2 separate regions of the Anas platyrhynchos genome follow, and region 2 is linked to region 1. A link is a contact called in public Hi-C data. All regions are on one chromosome and are shown on one strand. The core of a region is the stretch at or near the end of the contact, and the rest is flanking DNA. Distances in the headings are between cores, read along the strand shown.

Region 1 (4,161 bases), core at 931-3,430:
GTGTGTTCCTTAATGAAAGCAGCAAAATTACTGCCCATTTGACCACCTCCCTGCGGGGTCCCCCCACCCAGCAGCCGCTGTTCCCACGGGCACGCTGCCGCAGCCCCGACAGGGCTCAGCTCCCAGGCACCTTCAGGGACAGGGACCCCCCGGCCACCCTCGCTCCTGGCCCTGCTGCCACCAGGAGCAGTGGCCCCAAGAGAAGCGGGGGCAGATGCAGCGCGGAGCCTCGCAGGGGTTCCTGTGCCCCAAGCCCAGTGCCCATGGAGCTGCCGCCAGCTGCAGCCCCCCTGACACCCCTCAGCCAGCCCCACTCCTACAGCCACACACAGAAAAGCGGGGGCACGGCCGGCAGCCACCGCGCATCCCCCCCGCCCTGCCCGCAGGCACGCCGAGCCCCCAGCACTGCTACCAGCTCCCAGAGCAGACTAATGCCTTTCTAACATTGTTCTGAATGTCAGGCCAGATGTTGAAGCTTATTAAACAGTATTCAAGTGATGAATCAATGGTTATTATTTTGATTAAAGAAGTGTGGGTTCTCCATTACGTGAGCAAGATGTAACTGCAGTTGTTCCCATCCTTCAGTGGGAACCTCTGCTGCCTGCCTCCCCACAGCCAGCTGCACTTCACACGCCTGCCTCTGAATATGGAATTTCATCAGCAAGTGATTAATTATTTAAAACCTCTGTAGCACTGGTTGGAGACACACACACACACACACACACACACACTCACATGGAATTTCACTTCCTGTGCCCATTAATTGGGACAAACAGAAGCCGAGAGGAAAGGGCAATCAGGAGGGCGCAGCCCCAGCAGAAATAAGCCAGGGAGGCTCCTGGTGAGTCTCCAGGACAAGCTGACCTGCTGGGTTTCTTGGTATAAGGAACCAAGGGCAGTGCAGTCCCAGTGCTCCCTGACAGCTCTTGCACGTAATAGTGCTGCAAAAGCACTGACAGGAAAGCCAGAGGGATTTGGGGGAAGGAAGGAGAAGGAAAAGAGGGATGGCAGAACAGCCAAGCAAAGCAGCCATTATAATATTTTGTGTCTAAGTGTGCAAGAAAAGGTGTTCTGGGCTGCCAAGGGGAGGAGAAAACGAAAAAAAAAAATAAAAGGAAAAAAAAAAAAGAATAAATAAATAATTAAAAAAAAAAAAAAAAACACTGTGGAATAACCTTGCAATGGTTCCCACTCTGGCAGTTGCCCAGGCTCGCGGGGCTCCCAGCCGCAGCTGGGACATGGGGACAAGCCCTGGGCCCGTTCCCAGCTCCCGCGTCACCAGCAGGGCATTGTCACCCGGAGCCACTCCATTCACAGCCTGGCATCGCTACAGCGCCCTGCTCAAAAGTCACACGCTCTGGACGTCACAAACTACACAATTAAAAATCAAAAGATACAGAGAAAGCTTGTTTGCAATGTCAGCCTGTCCCAGCTGCTCCGAGCACTCCATCCCCAGCAGCAGCGGGTCCCCGCGCACCACGGCCGCCTCAGACCCCTTCAGCCCCACGGCAGCAGCCACGATGCTCCCCAAACACCCACGCGTGTCCCGAGACATCCCGGGGGCAGCCACACCAGCCCGGTGTGCGTGGGACCAGGACGCTGCCGGTGCCCCCCAGCTCTCCCGTGCCGGGCTGGGACATTTCCCCGGACACCAAACCTCTTTGGGTCCCTGACCCTCCTCTACCTCCACTGCGCCCCAAACGAACGCCCCCCACCCGGGGCTGCCCCTTCCCTGCCCGGGGGCACGTCCCCATCCCAGCACCCGGTGCCCCCCGCGCCTGGGGCTGCTCCGCGACCCTCGGGGTGCCGGGAGGGGCTGGGTGCCCCCCCCCCAGCAGAGCACCGGCCTGCCCCGCCCGCCCCAGCACCGGGGGCTGCCCCGCACACCCAAGCCGGGACCACCGCGCAGAGTGCGCCCCCGCCGTGCGCGGGGACCCCCGACCCGACCCGGCCCAGCGGGGACCCCCGGGCACCTCCCGCGGCCCCCACCGCCCGGGACCCCTCCGTCCCCCCCGGCCCCACTCACCAGCGCACCAGCTCCCAGCGCCGCTCCCCCGCCGCCTTGCCCGAGGCCATGTCACCGCTCGGGGCTCGGCGCCGCACGGCGAGGCGGGGCGGGGAGCGGAGCCCCGGGGCGCTCCCGGTGCGGGTCCCGGTGCGGGTCCCGGCTGCGGGCAGCGCGGAGGCAGCGCCGCGGCTGGGCTGGGCGGTGCGGGGCGGTGCGGAGCGGCCGGGCCCTGCGCGCTCCCCCTGGCGCCGCTCCCCGCACCCCGCGCCCGGCCCCGGTGCCCCGGCGGCGGCCCCGTTACGTAAAGCAGCCGCAGGGCCGCTCCCCGCCGGCCGCCCCGGGCACCAGGCGGGCACCACGCGGGACCGGCAGCGGGGGCGCGCACCCCCCCCCCCCCGTGGCCCCCAGGGAACGGGTGCGTCCCGGAGCCGGCGCTCAGCGAGTCCCCACCGAGCGCTGCAAAGCCCGGGGGTCCCGGCTGTGCCCCCCTCTGGTGCGGTTACGGGTGGCCCCTGGTGCTCAGGGAACGGACTGGAACTACTTTTAGATGTTATTTCAAGGAGATTCAAATCACGCTGAAAGTGGTTTCACAAAAGGCGTGTTCTGTCCCTACATCCTAACTTTTCTGATTTGTAAGAACAAAATTTTGCAAGTTCTCATTTGCCAGGTGTTGTACACGATCCAGCAGCTTCACTTAAATTAAGTAGCATTAGTAGCCCAAGTAAGTACCTTTTATTAGTAATTGCAGAGTCCCGCTCTTGCAGGAGCTGAGCCCACCTGGAGCACATCAACACCTCTGTCTCAGCTGATCCTCACTAAAGCAGTGCGGGGTTCTGGTGGCTGCACAGGCTGTGGCTCTCCCAGGGTCACACACGGGGATTCAGCCGGGGTCTTGTGCATGTGGGCAGTGACCCTCCCTCGGGGAGAGCCCAGAAGCAGCACCTGCAGTGACAGGACAGCATTCAGCTGCTGGCAGCCTGCTGGGCTGCAGGGAGCAGCATCTGTGGCAGGGCCAATAACTTTGTCCTGAGCTGGACGCTTTGTCTGAAATGATGACAAGGCAGTTGTTTATACTGAACCCAACAGATTTTAATGAGGCTGAGAGCAAGTGAGCCCACTCCCACTCCCTCTGGCCTACACAGCCCCCAGCAGGGCAGGGCCGCAGCCTTCTCCGATCCCTCGGTGCTCCCTCGGCTTCTCTCCAGCGCTTACTCCCTGGCAGGGGCCAGGCGGGGAAGCAGCAATGGGGCCAGGTGGGAACAGAACGGGTGTGGGAGAGGCCAAGGTTCTCCCTTCTGCCCTGGCGCCAGGGAACCAGCCCGCCCTGGTCCAGCACACCTGGTTCTGCAGGCCTGGGAGATCTAAGGAATTAAAATAAATTTTATTTTAGGAAAAAAAATAAATAAACTGATGAGGTTTAAAAATAAATAAATGGCATAGTCTCACAGGAACCACACACCAATGTATCAGGCATCTCCCATTTTCCCCTTTGCACTGCCAGCACCACACCGATCACAGGCGGGTCTCCCTTTGGGGCCAGCACACCCAGGTGAGGCTGTCGGATTTGGCCCCGTTATTTCCCGGCCCAAGGCTGCCGCAGGGAGCCCCGCTCAGCCCCGTGGCTTGTCCTCAGCGAGCGGTGCAGAGCAGGAGCTCCTTGGGGGACAGCAAATCGCACTACGTAGCTCGAGCAAATACCCCTGCGGGTGAGATCTCTCGCAGCCCCTGTGGAAATGTCAGGCTAGCGTTAAACGCATCGAACCCCTCTGGCTTTCAGCCCTCCGCCCCTCTGCGGAGCCCCTCGCTGGGCTGCTCAGAGCCGCTGCCGCCCGCCGGGGAGCTCCCGGTGCCGGTGCCGGTGCCGCTAGGGGTCAGTGCACACCCGGCGCTGCCGCCGCCCGCAGGCTCCGACCCTGCCGCGGGGCCGGGGCTCGGCGCCCTCCTCGCCCCCGAGCGAGCGGAGGGGCCGGGGGCTGGGGGCGTCCTGCGGGGGGGGGCGTCCTGCCTCCGCAGGGGGCCTCGGTGCGGGCACGAGCGGGGGCTGCGTGGGGCGCTGGGCAGCCCCGACCCCCGCTCCCCGCCGCTGCCCCCCCAGCACTGAGCTGGCTGCCCCCGAGCGCCCGACCTTGGTCGTTTGCAGGCTTGCGTTTTAT
Region 2 (4,161 bases), core at 572-3,071, 100 kb after region 1:
ACAGGTGGAACTCACTTGACTATGCTTGAATTACTTGGCAAGAAATTGTCCTCCACTCAGCCCTCATGAAGAATTTTAGATATAAGGGCAGTTTTTGAGCTCTGCTTTTTCTACTGTTTCAACATTTGGTAAAAGCAATTGTATTTCAAAGGCTTTTTTCACTTCAGTGGATTTTGTAGGGTGCTTTGTGTTAAACAAACACTACTAAAAGGGTCTACTGCCCCCTCTCAGCTTGAAATCAGTTACAGATTTTCCATAGATTTTAAGGGAAATACGGATTTAAATTTATTATTATTATGTGGGTATAATCATAGATTTACTAAGAAAGCTCTGGAAAACAACCAGAATTTGTGAGATGGGATAGCCCAATGAATCCGATAGTTCAGACAGTCCTCTGGCTGTCAGATGTAGTTGTTCTCCACGTTGGTGACTGGCCAGAGGTCCCTGCACGAAGTGGTCTTTTATTAGGCCTTGTTTGTCCTCCATAGGAGTGGAGCTAAAATTGAAAACATTTGAAGTCTTTTCCACTCCTTAGCAATCAGTTTGAGACAAGCAAGTAGAGAAAATTCATGTCAGTTTTGTACACATATTGTGAAAAAATAGAGATTTTCAATTTTTAGTATCTTGCGTGCTATTTTGAAAATGAGGGAAAGGAGAGTGTTTAAAAATTCAGCTTTCTTTAAGCTCCTCTCACAGTCTGAAAATAGCATTCCACCTTTAGGCTGCCGGTTAGGGCAAGATAAACAGTTATGAATGAAGCACGCTGACTGGCCAAAAGTGAGATAATAGTTTGTAGGAATAGGTCTATATATAGCTCGAAGGGTACAGCAGTCTGAACTGCAGTATCCAGTGACTCACGAACGGTGTGCTCACGGTACAGTCTTGTCTGAAATCTCAGCACTGCTGCTGCAGTGAGCGTGAATGAAAAACTCGTACAAAGAACAGGCTGCAGGGTTTTGTGGCTGTACCTAGGCAGCTACAATTAATAACTCAAACCTCAGTTCCACAGGGCAGGTATCAGATTCGTCACAGCTGACTGCTTCCTTGTGGACTGGTACAAGAGGAGGGCTGTAAGAAGAGTTGGTTACATCACACAAATACCAGCTCGTATGGAGAGTAGGTGGTTGTCTCACCTGGCAGATGCAATAATGAAGGCGAGTGTTCATTTCCAGCTCTCAAAGGCTTGATTCAGATCATGCAATGCCGCTATGTAGGAGATTTCTCAGTGATAGGACAGGAATAGCAGTTTTGATGTATAATTCCTTGAAATTAACAAAAACACCCCAATATTTTGGGGTGAAAGAGTCAGTAACTGGTCTGTTATTGTCCAGAGTTGACTCCGAGTAGCCCCATGACCTTGCATTAGCCTCTCGCCAGTTTCCATAGATGCAAAACGGAGCTAACAATGCCTAATTACCCACTTCATCTTCTAAAAAGGGTTAAGGCTGGGGGCGCTATGACCATTTAATTACCCTTTTTAATGAGCTCTGCAAATAAGTGACTAGGAACTGGTATTGCTGGCGTAAATCATGCAGCGGCCGGACGCGGTGGGCGCGGGCGGGCTGCCGAGGCTGGGCACTGCTGGAGGAAGAGCAGAGGCCGGCCCAGGCTCAGCACCCAGGCCCAGCACCCAGCGCCCAGTGCCCAGGCCCAGTGCCCAGGCCCAGGCCCAGGCCCAGTGCCCAGCTCCCAGGCCCAGCAGCCATCCCTGCTCCCAGGCCCTCTCCCAGGCCGGCTGCCTCTCTCTGGAAGGCGAGCAGCCTGCGCCTGCTGAGCGCGCTGCCAAGCTCCTTGCATCATCCGCTCTCCTCCCCCTCTCCCCACCACAGCTGTGGCAGCAACAAGGGGAGGAGTGTGTCTCTCTGTGGCGTTTCCACCCGTTTGATCCCTCTCAGGCAATCACGTGGAGGTGGGGTTTCTGCCTCGCTTACGTGTCTGTGTTTTGAAATCAGCCTCTCGTGCAGCCGCCCCGCAGCCAGCACGCCGCCGGCCGCCCCGTACCACGCAGCTGTGTAGCAGCGGTGACTGCCATAACTACCTGTGGCTCACGTTCCTCAGACACTGCCCGCAAACAGCAAGGACGCAGGCACCCCACTCGCCTCCCGACACCCGCTGCCCACCTTGCCCCCCGCCCGCCGGCCGTACGCAGGGAGGGAGATGTTCAGTGCGAGGGAGCTTGGAGGGAGAAAGGCTTTCTCAGGTCAAGTTTCTGCTTGTCGGTGGCAGGACGCAGGCTCCCAGTTCAGGGCTTGGCAGCGCTGCCTGGTGCTGCTGCCCCTGCCACCCACCCATGGGGCACCCAGGGGTGCCCAGCGCTCCTGCCCCTGCCTGCAGCGTGCTCGTGCAGCTCCCCCAGCAGAGCTGGGGACACCCACAATCTGCAGGGTGCACAGAGAGCAAGCCGGGCAATTGTAGTCCTGACATTCATTTATTATGAAAAAAAAAAATAACGAGTTCTTCGTGCTGGCTAGGTCCAGAAACGCCATTGTCTTTTCTTCGAGCGTTTGTGAAATATCCAGGGATCAGGACTCTGTGCCGCCTTCTTGTATCTCAATGTAGCTGCTGTTAGAACGCTGCCATCAGAAGGGGCTTTTCTTCGGCTTCCTGAGGGCAGTCAGTGAGCGCAGTGGTATGCACGGATGGAGACAGTGCCCAAAGAGGGGAGAGGAGGGAAGATGAAGAAAGGAGTGGTCAGCTTTACGTATTTCAAAACAAAAAGTCCGAGATAAGTCCAGAGATTTTTTTGCCATTTTAGTTGTCTTCAATCTCTATTGATGTTTTTTTTTTTTTTTTTTTACCAGCATTGTTCAGCTAGGGAGTATTTACATTTGTTTATTTTGATTTTAGAGTGTTGATGAACAGCATGTGAAAGAAACAAACCCAAATGAGTTCAAAGATATTATCACTTTGTCATTAATGTACTTTGAGGCTTTTTTTTTATCAACAATCTCACATTCTCAGATGCCACTGGCAAAGCTGCTGAGGGAACATACAATTGGAACGCAGACTGTAATTGAGCCCAGCCAGGTGCCATCAGGGGTGTCACATAACCCGGCTCTAAATGTCTGTAACACGGGAGAGGCTGGTTTGTAGGTTTGTTTGTTGTTTATGACAAGAAGATGGGAGTCTTCTCCATGTCCTAGGAGCCTCTCCTGCCCCTCTGTTCTCTGATGGCTAGAAACCCTGCCAGCAGACAGGTGACCATCTCCTGGTTAGGCAAAGGGAGTGCTTTACAAGACTTTTTAAGGGTAAAACTAACAATTTACTTCAATTGCAGTGGCTTTCACTGGCAGCAGACTAAATTCATGTTAATTTCAGTGTATGTCACGTTATGTCCTGTGTATTTCTAAATGGTAGCTGATGATTGCAGATTTCCTTCGGTCAGCCCTTCCACTGCCCCCCTCAGCAGCCACGTTTCCATTTTCTGCTGGGATGGATGTACCACGGCACATACGATCACTAATGCAGCGAGTGCAGCTTCACGTGCCTGGCAGTGTGCTCATAAAGGGCCTGATGAAATACAGAAAGCCCTTGCCAGTCACCATAAACAATGGTGCCCCAAGGAAATGAAAAATTGCCTGCCTGTTTTACACCCATGTGCTTTACAGATTAGAATGTGGCTTTAGGTATTTAGGTGCTTTAAGCCTGACTGTAAGATTTTTTTTTATTCCCATAATAATGAAGTGGAACTAAATGATCTATTTTCTAATATGCCACAAGGCTGATTAAATAGGAGGCTGGAAAAGGGGTTTTAGAGTCAACATTCAGCTTTGGGTATTCTTTTCTTTGTTTGTTATTTTTTAACAGTGGATTGGAAAAGATTACAAAGCCTGAAATGAATATAAATAGTTTCCTGATTTAATAAAAAAAAAAAAAAAAAAAAAGAAAGAAAAAAGAAAAGCAGAAGAGGACTTGATTTAAATCTTGCCCTGAGGAGCTGGCAGCTCAGCGACAACATTACGGACTTGTGTAGTAGAACTGCAATGAGTAATTCCTCACCAAAAGAAAATAAAAGTTGTCTAGAAGGTTTAGCTTCAAGATGTTCTTCTAGCCTAGCTAGAATTCACACAAGGAATTAGGAAACTATTATTTAAAATAGTATCTCCTACATAGCTCTTCTTGTCTTCAGAATACTTTGGTAGCATCAAATAAATGATTTTT

The links. A called contact is a pair of places that touch in the nucleus more often than the background predicts.
Region 2: a contact with region 1 is called in a Hi-C map of subcutaneous adipose tissue, with 2.2 times the contacts expected there. The contact joins the enhancer-like site here to the promoter of RAP1GAP2 in region 1. A contact is called at or near these places in 3 of 8 Hi-C or Micro-C datasets (liver, skeletal muscle and subcutaneous adipose tissue).

The regions. Positions count from the first base shown.
Region 1 is chr20:644,331-648,491 of IASCAAS_PekinDuck_T2T, forward strand. It overlaps RAP1GAP2 (RAP1 GTPase activating protein 2), which reads right to left and starts at 2,181. Exons shown (of 26, transcript XM_072026034.1): 1 at 2,027-2,181. The coding sequence starts at 2,076. It overlaps LOC139999132 (a long non-coding RNA gene), which reads right to left. Exons shown (of 3, transcript XR_011804236.1): 1 at 4,134-4,161; 2 at 3,468-3,733; 3 at 3,127-3,369.
Region 2 is chr20:748,865-753,025 of IASCAAS_PekinDuck_T2T, forward strand. No RefSeq gene overlaps it. Among named protein-coding and RNA genes, the nearest start is that of PAFAH1B1, 15 kb to the left of the region's middle. Within about 2 kb of position 1,822, at least 8 of the 8 cell types and tissues checked have an H3K27ac peak or open chromatin away from gene starts, as enhancers often do. A contact at or near this core is called in subcutaneous adipose tissue, where this site is marked.